Regions from separate parts of the Pan troglodytes genome. Here region 2 is linked to region 1. Evidence: chromatin contacts called from public HiChIP or PLAC-seq data. All regions are on one chromosome and are shown on one strand. Each heading gives the region's core, a stretch centred on a gene start, on an enhancer-like site or on the middle of the called end of the contact. The rest is flanking DNA. Distances are from core to core; before and after follow the strand shown. Region 1 holds the start of VIRMA (vir like m6A methyltransferase associated). Region 2 holds the start of DPY19L4 (dpy-19 like 4).

Evidence for each region. HiChIP or PLAC-seq counts read pairs in DNA pulled down with a chosen protein or histone mark.
Region 2: a contact with region 1 is called in an H3K4me3 HiChIP or PLAC-seq map of stem cell-derived excitatory neurons, with 8 times the contacts expected there. The contact joins the promoter of DPY19L4 here to the promoter of VIRMA in region 1. A contact is called at or near these places in 1 of 7 Hi-C or Micro-C datasets (stem cell-derived neural progenitor cells) and 1 of 1 datasets of contacts at active chromatin or transcription factors (stem cell-derived excitatory neurons).

The regions. Positions count from the first base shown.
Region 1 is chr7:104,765,117-104,771,919 of NHGRI_mPanTro3-v2.0_pri, reverse strand. VIRMA (vir like m6A methyltransferase associated) reads left to right here and starts at 3,482. Exons shown (of 24, transcript XM_519860.8): 1 at 3,482-3,784. The coding sequence starts at 3,722.
Region 2 is chr7:104,928,066-104,934,310 of NHGRI_mPanTro3-v2.0_pri, reverse strand. DPY19L4 (dpy-19 like 4) reads right to left here and starts at 1,479. Exons shown (of 19, transcript XM_016959688.4): 1 at 1,323-1,479. The coding sequence starts at 1,338.

The sequences.
Region 1 (6,803 bases), core at 2,233-4,732:
AAGCATACAAAAACATAAAGTGGGGAAAGGACACCCTATTCAACAAATGGTGCTGGGATGATTCGCAAGCCACATGTAGAAGAAGGAAACTGGATCCCCATCTGTCACCTGATACAAAAATCAACTCACAATGGATCAAAGACTTAAATCTGAGACCTGAAACTAAAAATTCTAGACGATAACATAGGAAAAACTCTTGTACACACTGGCTTAGGCAAAGAGTTCATGACCAATAATCCAAAAGCAAATGCAACAAAAACAAAGGTAAATAGATGGGACCTAATTAAATTAAAAAGCTTCTGCACAGCAAAAGAAATAATCAGCAGAGTAAACAGACAATCCATTGAGTGGGAGAAAAATCTTCACAAACTACGTATCCAACAAAGGGCTAATTTCCAGAATCTACAAATAACTCAAACAAATCAGCAAGAAAAAAATAAATAATCCCATCAAAAAGTGGGCAAAGGACATGAAGAGACAATTCTTAAAAGAAAATATACAAATTCACCGGACACAGTGGCTCACGCCTATAATCCCAGCACTTTGGGAGGCCGAGGCGAGCATTGTCTGAGGCCAGGAGTTCAAGACTAGCCTGGCTAACATGGTGAAACCCCATCTCTACTAAAAATACAAAAATTAGCTGGGGGTGGTGGTGCACGCCTGTAGTCCCAGCTACTCAGGAGGCTGAGGCAGGAAAATTGCTTCAACCAGGGAGGCAGAGGGTGCAGTCAGCCAAGATCGAGTCATTGCACTCCAGCCTGCGCAACAGAGCAAGACTCCGTCTCAAAAAACAAAACAAAACAACAACAACCTATATATATATATATAAATTGCCAATAAAGAAATGAAAAAATGTTCAACATCATTAATTATCAGGGAAATGCCAATCAAAACCACAATGAGATACCACCTTACTCCTGCAAGAATGGCCATAATTAAAAAATAAAAAAAAACAGATGTTGGCATGGATGTGGTGAAAGGGGAACACTTTTACACTGCTGGTGGGAATGTAAACCAGTACAACCACTATGGAAAACAGTATGTAGATTCCGTAAAGAACTAATAGTAGAACTACCATTTGATCCAATAATCCCACTACTGGGTATCTACTCAAAGGAAAAGAAGTCATTATATGAAAAAGACACTTGCACACACGTTTATAGCAGCACAGCTCACAGTTGCCAAAATACAGAACCAGCCTAAATGCCCATTGACCAACGAGTGGATAAAGAAAATGTGGTGTATATATATATATACATATGGGAATACTACATATATATATATACATATATATATATATGGGAATATATATGGGAATACTACTAACTCAACCACAAAAAGGAACAAAATAATGGCATTCGCAGCAACCTGGATGGAGCTGGAGACCATCATTCTAAGTGAAGCAACTCAGGAATGGAAAACAAAACATGGCATGTTCTCACTATTAAGCAGGAGCTAAGCTATGAGGATGCAAACTCATAAGAATTATATAATGGACTTTGGGGACTGGCGGCGGGGAAGGGTGGGCGAGGGAGTGAGGGATAAAAGACTACATACACATTGGATACAGTATACACTGCTCAGGTGATGGGTGCACCAAAACCTCAGAGATCACCACTAAAGAACTTTTCCATGCAACCAAACATCACCTGTTCCCTCAAAACTGTTGAAATAAAAATAAAAATGTAAAAAAAAAAAGGATATCAATGCTAAGAAAATCAGACTGTAAAAATGACAACTATAAAAGCACTATATAGTACATTGGTTAAGGGAGAGCTTAGGGGAAAATTTATATAAATACATATAGTAATAAATAAGAAATATGAATAAAAATAAACATCAGTGGTAGAAATTAGAGAACAGCATATAAGCCTAAACACAGAAGAAGGGGGCACGGTGGCTCACGCCTATAATCACAGCACTTTGGGAGGCTGAGGCAGGAGGATTGCTTGAAGCCAAGAGTTTGAGACCAGGCTGGGCAACAAAGCAAGACCCTGTTTCTAAAAAAAAAAAAAAAAGGCAAGAATCAGAAAACAGAAAAATATTAAAAGCAATAAATATCAATGCAAGAACAAATAATAAAAGATAAACTATAGCTAGCTAATAGAGGAAACTGGATGGCTGAGGAAGGATGTGGATAGGAGATTTACTCTAGAAATTCATTTATTATTAAATATTTCAGACATACCAGAAGGTACAAACAATAATATAAGGCATGCTTGTGAAATTAACATTAACCTAAATAACAAAACATTACCAAGGCATGTGAAGCCTTTCTGTTCTTCTCCATTACATCTCCCTCCAGTTTACCACTATCTTGAAATTTTAGTTACTCCAATACATGACTTTATAATTTCATGACATATGTATACTCCTAAAATTTTATATTCTTTTGCACGTTTTTAAATATATAGATGTTATTTTACATTATATATTTTTTATTTCCTTTTCTAAGAGATGGGTGTCCCCACTGGCCTCCAACTCCTGGGCTTAAGAGATTCTCCTGTCTCAGCTTCCCGAGAAGTTGGGACCACAGGAACACGCCACCGCACCCGGCTTGCGATGAGGGGAGTTAAACTTGTTTTGTTTTGGTTTGTGTCTTTTTTTTTTCTTTTTGTGAATAACGGGGTCTCGCTATATTGCCCAGGCAGTTCTCCAACTCCTGGGCTCAAGCGATCCTCCCGCTTCATCCTCCCTAAGTGCTGGATTACAGGCGTGAGCCAAAGCGCCCACCAACCCTGTTTTTTGGGTTTTTCATGCTAGTAAATATAGCACTGGTTCATTCTTCGTACCTGCTATATACTATTATATAAATACGCCACTGTTTACTTATTACTTCTGTCAATGGCACTTATGTTTCCTGCTCTTTTGCAACTTATAAAGTTTGCTATGAATATTCTTGTATTTGTAGATACTTGGGCGAGAATTTTCCTAGAAGAGTGGTAGGCACGTGTAATTTTACAAGCTATTTCCTAGTTGCTCTGCTAAGGGTTTGTGCCATTTAGACTACCAAACCCGCTGTGTTTATCTCGTTGCTCCAAAGCTCATCAACACCCGACAGAGAGGCTTACTTTTCATTCTGCCTTCTGTTTTATTGTTCATGGTACTTCACGTTATACAATTCCTCGAATTTTATTTCAATTACTCCTCACAATCAGCCTGTGGGTTAGGTACGATTTTTCACATTTTACAGATAAGAAAACAAAGAATCTCTTCGTTTGTTGAAACAACAGTTTTTCTTCTATTTAAATCAATGTCTTACTTTTCAACCTCGCTCACTGTTATCTTTTTGCTCCCAGCGCTGGAAAAAGTGGGACATCCCCTTCGATGGGTGTACGGGGTTGGTATCCAAAGTTGGCAGCTTTCCCTCCCCCTCCTCCATCCACCGTCTCCAAAACCCCGTCTCCGCACTTCGCCACCCGGAGACCGCTGTAGCTCTGTAACGCGGAGGAACGACAGGGTTTGAACCACTGGCGACCCCGTAGTCCCCATCTCACTTCCCTCTGCCCCCCTCTGCGTTCTAGGGGGCGCCCTCCGCCGCGCTGGAAAAGGCGGGGCCGGCAACTCCGGGCAACAAGATGCGTTGGGATAGGCCGAGGTTTGCGGCGCTAGTGCTCTGGTCACCGGAAGTCCCGCTGTTTCTCCCTCTCCTGAGTCGCTGTCGCGGAGGCTGGAGCGCTGCCCCGGAAGTCCTCCCCCCTGTTCCCCGCCCGCGGCAAACATGGCGGTGGACTCGGCGATGGAGCTGTTATTTTTAGATACTTTTAAACACCCGAGCGCTGAGGTAAGGCTTGGCGACTTGATTCTGACGCTGCTTCTTGACTTGGGATCTTTACAAAAAAACCGTTAGGCGTTCTCGACTTTTCCTTCTGCAGATTGCTTCTTTAATTTCTCGCTTACACACAGACACCCTCCCCCGAGCTGTGTGAGCATCGCGTCTGAGGGAGGGCTGCAGCAGCCCCTTCATTTCCTTGCTTTAACTTGGGCCCTCCGTGTCTTTGGTCGAGTTGGCTTTTCTGCTTGCATGGCTTTATTTTTTATTTTTCCTGTCAGGTTTGGGCCTTGAGAAGGATCAGGGTTCTCAGGTTTACCTCAGATGGCGTTTGGGAGGGGTCTTGGTTTGACAGTAGTGTTTGACAGTAGTGCCAGAGTCTGAGCAGTTCTCGTTGGCTTCGTGGTTTCCGAATCACGATGTTTCTAAATCCTTTCTCTTTGGCCTCTTTTCTGTCGGGAGTTATGTTCCCCAGTTGTGACACTTACTTGGTTTAGGATTACGGTGCTCTCCGATTTGGCCTGAAACTTTAATACTTGTCTCTCGGAGAGATTTCACACATTAGGAATGAGATGCATTCACGGAGAATACTTGCGAAGAGGGGAGAGTTGAGAGAATTATAGTTAAACTCATCAGCAGACATCTCTTTTGAGGTTGGAGGTGGAATGTTGTGGAGTAATATTTCTGTACAAAACTACTTGAGCGCCCCTTAATGTACAATTGGCCCTGCAATATGTAGATTAAACATAACTGGTTAACTAAAGATTCCTGAAAGCAGACCAAAAATGAACGTGAATGAAGTCTACGGAGAAATTGTTAAAAAAAAAAAAAAACGAACTTCACATTTTTCTGTCTTAATGTAAGCTTAGAGAACTGTTCTTTCTTTGGAGATTATTTTTTTCCTTTTATTTTTATCAAGTGTGCTCTTGTATCAAGCTTTTTGAGGACAGATATAATTTCTCTTTTTCTCAGCTGTATCTCCAGTGCCTAGGACAGTATTAGCAAAATGTAGGTGCTCAATAAATATTTGAATGGAAAATGTTTAAAATGTTCTTTCTTTTATGAGATGGTAATGATAGTGGGTAGTGATTGCATCATAATGCTTTACTTGGCAAAATAAAAAGTTGACAGCTGTGATCTAATTTAACGAATGGTTTATAGGTTTGTAAAAGTCAAAAGTTGGAGAACTTTGAGTTAGCATTTCTTACTGACAATTAATTTATGGTCTCACATTTAATGTGGGTCAGTTAGCACTGTTTGTTCAATGACTATATCTGACATTCCAGCCGAGATTTAGAAAACCCTCAATGGAGGCAGTAGTTGGATCAGAACAAACTTATCATGTGTATAGAAATAGAGAACAGTTAAAACTGAAAGAGCCTGGCGCAGTGGCTCATGCCTGTAATCTCAGCGTTTTGGGAGGCGGAAGCAGAAGGATTGCTTGAGTCCAGGAGTTTGAGACCAGCCTAGGCAACATAGTGCAACCCCTGTCTCTACAAAAGAAAATTAACTAGTTGTGGTGGTTTGATCTTGTTGCCCCAGCTACTCGGGAGGCTGAAGTGGAAGGATCATTTGAGCCTGGGAGGTCAAGGCTGCAGTGAGCTAAGATCACACCACTGTGCTCCAGCCTGAGCAACAGAGTGATACCCTGTCTCGAAAGGAAGAAAGAGAGAAAGAGAAAGAGAAAAAGGAAAAAGAGAAAGAGGCATGTGATGAATTAGTTTAGTACTATTCTAGTTTAGGAAAATTGGCCTTCATTAGTTTATCATGTATTTCTATTCTTTTATTCATTCTTAGGTAAACATTGAGTACCTTGAGAGCACAGGGCAGATGGTAAATGCTTTCTTCTGGGGTGACTGGGGAAGGCTTAGCAGAGATCACATTTAAATCAAGTCTTGAAGGAGGAAATAGGGGTTTGTGGGTGATACGAAATACTGAAATGTTTGTTTTCAAGAAGTTATAACTCAGTATTGGAGATTAGATCCACAAAATTGTGATTTGAGTTAGAATGTGATGATCACATAAAGAAGCACAGTGTGAATTCGTTGGGGTTTATCATCTTAGTTTACAAAATGCCCATCAGTATGTGACGTATTGGAACTAGCTCCCTTTGTGGGTATAAATAAAAGATACATGATTTCAGAAGAGGCAGAGATAACTTTTCATTTGAGTGTATCAGGAAAGACTTCATCAAGGTGTTTGGCTTATGAACTTGGTCTTTGGTGAAAGGGGCAATATTTCACAGTTGTAGTTAGGAAAGGAAGGCATTCTACTGGGGTAGTCAGTCGTCTGTTAGGGTATGCTTGAAGTAGCAGTGTGAAGTGGCACCCAAGGCAATTCAAAGACAGATCATGGAGCTCCTTGAATGCTCAACAAAGAATTACAGACTTTAGGCCAGGCGCGGTGGCTCACGCCTGTAATCCCAGCACTTTGGTGAGGCTGAGGTGGGTTGATTGCCTGACGTCAGGAGTTCGACACCAGCCTGGGTAAGACAGTGAAACCCCGTCTCTACTAAAATACAAAAAATTAGCTGGGCGTGGCGGTGTGCGTCTATAGTCCCAGCTACTCGGAAGGCTGAGGCAGGAGAATTGCTAGAACCCGGGAGGAGGAGGTTGCTGTGAGCCAAGATCACACCACAGCACTCCAGCCTGTGCGACAGAGCAAGACTCTGTCTTTTAAAATAAATAAATACATAAATAAATAAAAATTATGGACTTTATTTTGTAGGAAATGGGTAGTTTTTGAGCAGGCGAATCATACAATTAGTAAGATACATTAGATAGATTACTTGGTCAGTAATACTTAAAATGGTTCAGAGAAGGCCAGGCGCGGTGGCTCATGCCTGTAATCCCAGCACTTTGGGAGGCCGAGGCGAGCGGATCACGAGGTCAGGAGATCGAGACCATCCTGGCTAACATGGTGAAACCCTGTCTCTACTAAAAATACAAACAAATAGCCGAGCGTGGTGGCGGGTGCCTGTAGTCCCAGCTACTCAGGAGGCTGAGGCCGGAGAATGGCGTGAACCCGGGAG
Region 2 (6,245 bases), core at 230-2,729, 160 kb before region 1:
CACTTCTTACGCTTAATTTTTAAAAACTGCTTTCCGCTGAATCCTTTAAACTCCTTCCTTGCACTCTTGATTCAGAAAGGCTTGAGTCGGCTGGACCCGTGGCTCACGCCTGTAATCCCAGCACTCTGGGAGGCCGAGGTGGGCGGATCACCTGAGGTCAGAAGTTCAAGACCAGCCAGACCAACATGGAGAAACCCCGTCTCTACTCAAAATATAAAATTAACCGGGTGTGATGGCGCATGCCTGTAATCCCAGCTACTAGGGAGGCTGAGGCAGGAGAATCGCTTGAATCCAGGAAGCGGAGGTTGCGGTGAACCGAGATCGCGCCTTTGCACTCCAGACTGGGCAACAAGAACGAAACTCCGTTTCAAAAAAAAAAAAAAGGCGGGGGGGGCTTGAGTCTAAATTAGATCAATTTACTATCACATCCACAGCTCCACTCATAAGGTAAAAAGTTGTGTTTTCCACCAGAAGGCAAAAATCTAATTGCTTCTCACTTCCTGAAACTAGTAGGGGTTATCATGAAGTTACTATGCCATGAGTATTCCTTGTATTGTTTATCACTAACCGATAAGTTTCATCTAACTTCCCATTTTTGTCTCATACTTATCATTTTCTATAAATAAAATACTGCTGAATGAATTACTTATCTTAGCATTGATCCTGAAGGCGGCATGGAAACCTTTCTCCAGCTCACCCACTTTGACCCTCAAAGGCCTCCTGGCCTCATCATCTCCCAAAACTATAATACTTAGATGGCTCTGCTCTTTACCATTTTCCCCTGAACCTAAGTGAACTTGGCTTTCTTCAGTTTCTGCGTGTTCGCCCATTCCTAATTAATCTTGCCATGTTTATCCCAAATCCCTGCCTCTTTATTCCCGTGGTGAATGTTCCCTCGCCCCCTGTGCCTCTGGGTTTGTCAATATCCACAGCCCTTTAAAAATCGCATTCCAAATATGCACTCAGTACCTAAACCTGCATTTTCGAAACCCAACTGCGCCTCCCACTTCACCAAGAATCTGCTCAGGACCCTCCCTCCCTCCCAACCACTCCCGGCACAGCTTTCTCTCTTGCTACGGATTCCCAACTTTCAGCTCCACCTTTGCTTCCCAATTCGGCCGACAAAACTTCGGGCCATTTGCTCCGCTCTCCTGAATTTCTCCGCAGCCCTCTCCTGGGCGCCGCGCTCCTTCCCGCCCTCCCCGCGCGGCCGCCACCGCGACCGCGGCCACCAGCAGCTCCAACCCAGACCTCCAGCGCCCCCGCCCCTCCTTCCCGAGACCACTGGCAGCCGTTGGCGCGCTGGACCCCGCTGCAGTCACCTTCTTCCTCCGCCATCGTTTCTGCGGAGGCTAGGGCGCCCTGCGGCTCCCGCGCGGCCCGGACTCTCCCTCCCTCCGCGTCGCCGAACCCCTCGGCCACCGGGGGCCCGCTCCTGGCCGCCGCGCCCCCACTTCCTGACCCACCCCCCTCCGGTGTCGCTGCCAACCGCGTCCCCGCAGGCGGCCCGGGAACCAGAGTGTTGGGAGAGGGGAGCGGCCGGAGCGTTTCGCTGGGGCGCCGGGGCCTGCGCGGGCAGGAAGGAGACTCCACGCCGGGGGTGCCGCCCACAGCAGTAGCTCCTGGCCGCCGCCTCCCCTGGAAAGCGAGACTGGTGGGTCTCGCTGCAGCCCCGCCCCTCGTCCTACTCGTCCCAAAAAGTGAGGGCATGCTTTCCGCCACTTTTGTGACTCCGCGACTTAGCGAGTCAGAGACGATCATCAGCGATACCTCCCAGGTCCAGCCTCCATTCCCGACCCATTTTACAGGGAGGAAACTCAGATCTAATGTGGTGGAAGTCACAAAGCCGGTCAGAGGCAGAAGTGGAACCCGGTGCTCCAGAACTGCCATCGCTGCCTGCGTTCTCGCTGGGATTTCAGAGTGCAGCAGCAAAACGTTCTCAGTTGGCGCTTTGGTTTCGTAGGCCACTTGACCATTACAAGAAAGAAGCTTGTGCTTGGAACTTGTTTTAAATCACCAAAACTGGTTTAGCAAATATGTTGTATTTCATGATATTCTGGGGGGGGGGGGGCGGGGGGAGATAATACAATGGTCTGGGGTAGAGCAGTGTGCAATTAGATATTACACAGCAATAGGGAATAATTTTAATTTGTTAAACTGTGTTTAACTTTCATCATATCTAGCATTCTTCAACAAACACCGGGATCTTTTCCCCAACAGTACTCAGAAGTAAATTTAGTGAATGAAATATACCCATTTTAGATCGGGAGAAACAGGCACGAGAATTCACTGAAGTCATGGGGTAATTATGGACACCCCATTATTAGCAGGCAGCAAGATTCTCCTAATAGCACCTTTAAGTTAGGATATTTGGGGAGAAGCTATCATTTTTCAGTGATGTGCAGAAACGGTTCCAGGAACTTTTTTTTTTTTTTTTTGAGACAGAGTCTCGCTCTGTCGCCCAGGCTGGAATGCAATGACTCGATCTAGGTTCACTGCAACCTCCGCCTCCTGGGTTAAAGCGATTTTCGTGCCTCGGCCTTCCCAGTAGCTGGGACTACAGGCGCAAGCCACCACTTAATTTTCATATTTTTAGTAGAGATGGGATTTCACCATGTTGGTTGGCCAGGCTAGTCTCCAACTCCTGGCCTCAAGTGATCCGCCCACCTTGGCCCCCCAAAGTGCTGGGTTTACAGGTGCCCACCACCACGCCCGGATAATTTTTTGTACTTTTAGTAGAGAAGTGGAGGGGTGTGGTTTCACCATGTTGCCCAGGCTGGTCTTGAAATCCTGACCTCAAGTGATCCACCGGCCTCAGCCCCACAAAGTGCTGGGATTACAGGCATGAGCTACCACGCGGGGCCTCCAGGAACTCTTTTTATGTCTGGTTCCCTGTAAAGATGTTTTTTGCCTTAAAACAACACTTTACCAGGAGTTAGAAACAGTGGACCAGAAAAGGCCTGGTGCCAGAGCCAAGAGAGCACAGAATATAAGGACCCTGAAAACCACAGGATATGGTAGGGTCCCTGGACATGAGCAACAGTACCTGAGTATGCTGCTTATCAGATCAGCTGACTGAAAGAGCTGCACCTCTTGGAAAACATATAGTAGCTATTGAGGTCTGCTGTTTTCTAAGTCTAGAGTCTTAATATCCTACAGTTTCTTCACGGTCACCTCAAGTTGACTAATGGACTAAATTTTAAGTTTGCCTGACCTCTACAATAACAGGGGAAAGAAAAATGATAGAAAAAAAAATAGCTTCTTAAAATAACAAATGGAAATATAAGATAGAGATAATTATGCCCTAGTAGAAACATTCTTCTCTTGAACCCTAAAAACCCACATTAGGGCCGGGCACCATGGCTCATGCCTGTAATCCCAACACTTTGGGAGGTTGAGGCAGGTGGATCACCTGAGGTCAGGAGTTCGAGACCAGCCTGACCAACATGGAGAAACCCCATCTCTGCTAAAAATACAAAATTAGCTGGGCGTGGTGGCGCATGCCTGTAATCCCAGCTACTCGGGAGGCTGAGGCAGGAGAATCGCTTGAACCTGGGAGGTGGAGGTTGCGGTGAGCCGAGATCATGCCATTGCATTCCAGCCTGGGCAACAAGAGCGAAACTCCATCACACAAAACAAACAAACAAAAAACACATAAGGATAATGAGAGTGAAGCATCTTATTCTCAAACCAGTGTAATCTTACTGTGAGAAAAATAGGCTGTTTTTATTAAAAATCTATATTTCATTCAAGAAGAATGGAACCTGAACTACTCAAGATGTTGCCTTGCAGCAGGCATTACAGCTGAGTTTTCAGTAGGCCATTTCCTAATTCCTAAGGCCAGCTGTTTCCAGATGGCTAGTGGACATATGGTCTTAAGATGATTTCAGACGATACTCTGATTGTTTTATCACTGCAAAACCATGGGCTGCTAGTTTCTTATGCAAGATGTGAAGGAGCATTTCATTACATTTTGCCTCACCCTGACCAGTCCTAAAGAACCCAAATTTTCCCAAATTGTCTTTTACTTATGAGCTATTCAAAGAGCCGTGTGATTTTCTGCCTTCTCTAGAAGTTTGAGGACCTCTTCTCTATGCAATGGATATTTTAAGGACATAATGTGAAATGTTCTTTGTTTTAAAAAGTTAAGTCTTTAGCAAATGTAGTTTAGGAGGCTTTTATAGTAAACTGAGTAAGAAAATAAAGGCCTGGTATGAGGCAATGAAAATAAAAATGTTCAAAGAGAATGAATTCAAAAGATGCTGGAAATGAAATCTACAGGGCCTGATGACAAATTGGATGTGATAAATGATGAGTCGAACATGATTTCTGATATTTCCATCTTGAAATTAATCATGTGCTTTCTATGTTCCCAGGAAAAAGTGCTGCCAAGATATAAGAACAATATAAAACAAAAGGCCTTAAAACTTCTCTACTTGAAACCAAAAAAATACATGCAGTCTATTTTTAAAACATTCTTCTGAGGCTGATCGAGGTGGCTCATGCCTGTAATCCCCAGCTTTTTGGGAGGCCAAGGCCGGCAGATTGCTTGAGCCCAGGAGTTCAAGACCAGCCTTGGCAACATGGTGAAGCCCCGCCACTACTAAAAAATACAAAAAATAGCTGGGCATGGTGGCGTGCACCTGTAGTTCCAGCTACCTGGGAGGCTGAGGTGGGAGGATCACCTGAGCCAAAGAGGTTGAGGCTGCAGTGAGCTGTGATCAAGCCACTGCACTCAAGCCTGGCTGAGAATGAGACCCTCTCAAAAAAACAACAGCAGCAAAAAAACAAAAAACAAGAAACATTATTCTGGCACATGCTTCACCTCATTAGTAGTAAAAGAACATAATTAGTTAGAAATCCTTGTGTCGGTTCAGCTTCTATGAAAGATATGGAATTGTGTTTCATTTTTATTATGTAATAAAATATTAATTATCTGTTGATTAAAATCTTTTTTTTTTTTTTGAGACGGAGTCTCACTCTCTCATCTAGGTTGGAGTGCAGTGGTTCGATCTCGGCTCACTGCAACCTCTGCCTCCCGGGTTCAAGCAATTCTCCTGTCCCAGCCTTCCGAGTAGCTGGGACTACAGGCGCCTGTCACCACGCCCAGCTAAGTTTTTTCTATTTTTAGTAGAGATGGGGTTCACCTGTCCCAGCCTCCTGAGTAGCTGGGACTACAGGTGCCTGTCACCACTCCCAGCTAAGTTTTTTCTATTTTTAGTAGAGATGGGGTTCACCACGTTGGTCAGGCTTGTCTCGAACTCCTGACCTCAGGTGATCCGCCCACCTTGGGCTCCCAAGTGGCTCCTGCCTGTAATCCCGGTGGCTCATGCCTGTAATACCAGCATTTTGGGAGGCGGAGGCGGGCGGATCACCTGAGGTCAGGAGTTCAAGACCAGCCTAGCCAACATGGCGAAACCCCGTCCCTACTAAAAATAAAAAAATTAGCTGGGCGTCATGGCAGACGCTTGTAGTCCCAGCTACTCGGGATGCTGAGGCAGGAGAATCGCTTGAACCCGGGAGGCGGAGGCTTCAGTGAGCCAAGATCGTACCACTGCACTCCAGCCTGGGTGACAGAGCAAGACTCTGTCTCAAAAAAAAAAAAAAAAAAAAAAAAGGCCAAGCACGGTGGCTCACACCTGTAATCCCAGAAATTTGGGAGGCCGAGGTGGGCGGATCACCTGAGGTCAGGAGTTCAAGACCAGCCTGGCCAACATGGTGTAACCCTGTCTCTACAAAAAAACACAAGAATTACCTGGGCGTGGTGTGAGTGCCTGTAGTCCCCGCTGCTCAGGAAACTGAGGCAGGAGAATCTCTTGAACCTGGGAGGCGGAGGTTACAGTGAGCCAAAATATGCCACTGCACTCCAGCCTGGGTAACAGAGCAAGACTCCATCTCAAAAAAAAAAAAAAAAAAGCATTCTATTTAAATATTCTTGAATTGGATATATTAGATGTTTTAGGACATTTTCTTTATTTCTTTTTTTTTGAAATAGGGTCTCATTTTGTTGTCAAGGCTGGAGTGCACATGTGCAATCATGGCTCACTGTAGCCTTGACCTCCCAGGCTCAGGTGATCCTCCCACCTCAGCCTCCCAAGTAGCTGGGACTACAGACACACGCCACCACGCCCAGCTAATTCTTCTGCGTATGTGTGTGTGTGTGTGTGTATTTTTCTGAATATAGATATATTCTGTGTGTGTATATATAAAATATACATATATACGTATATAAAATATACGTATAT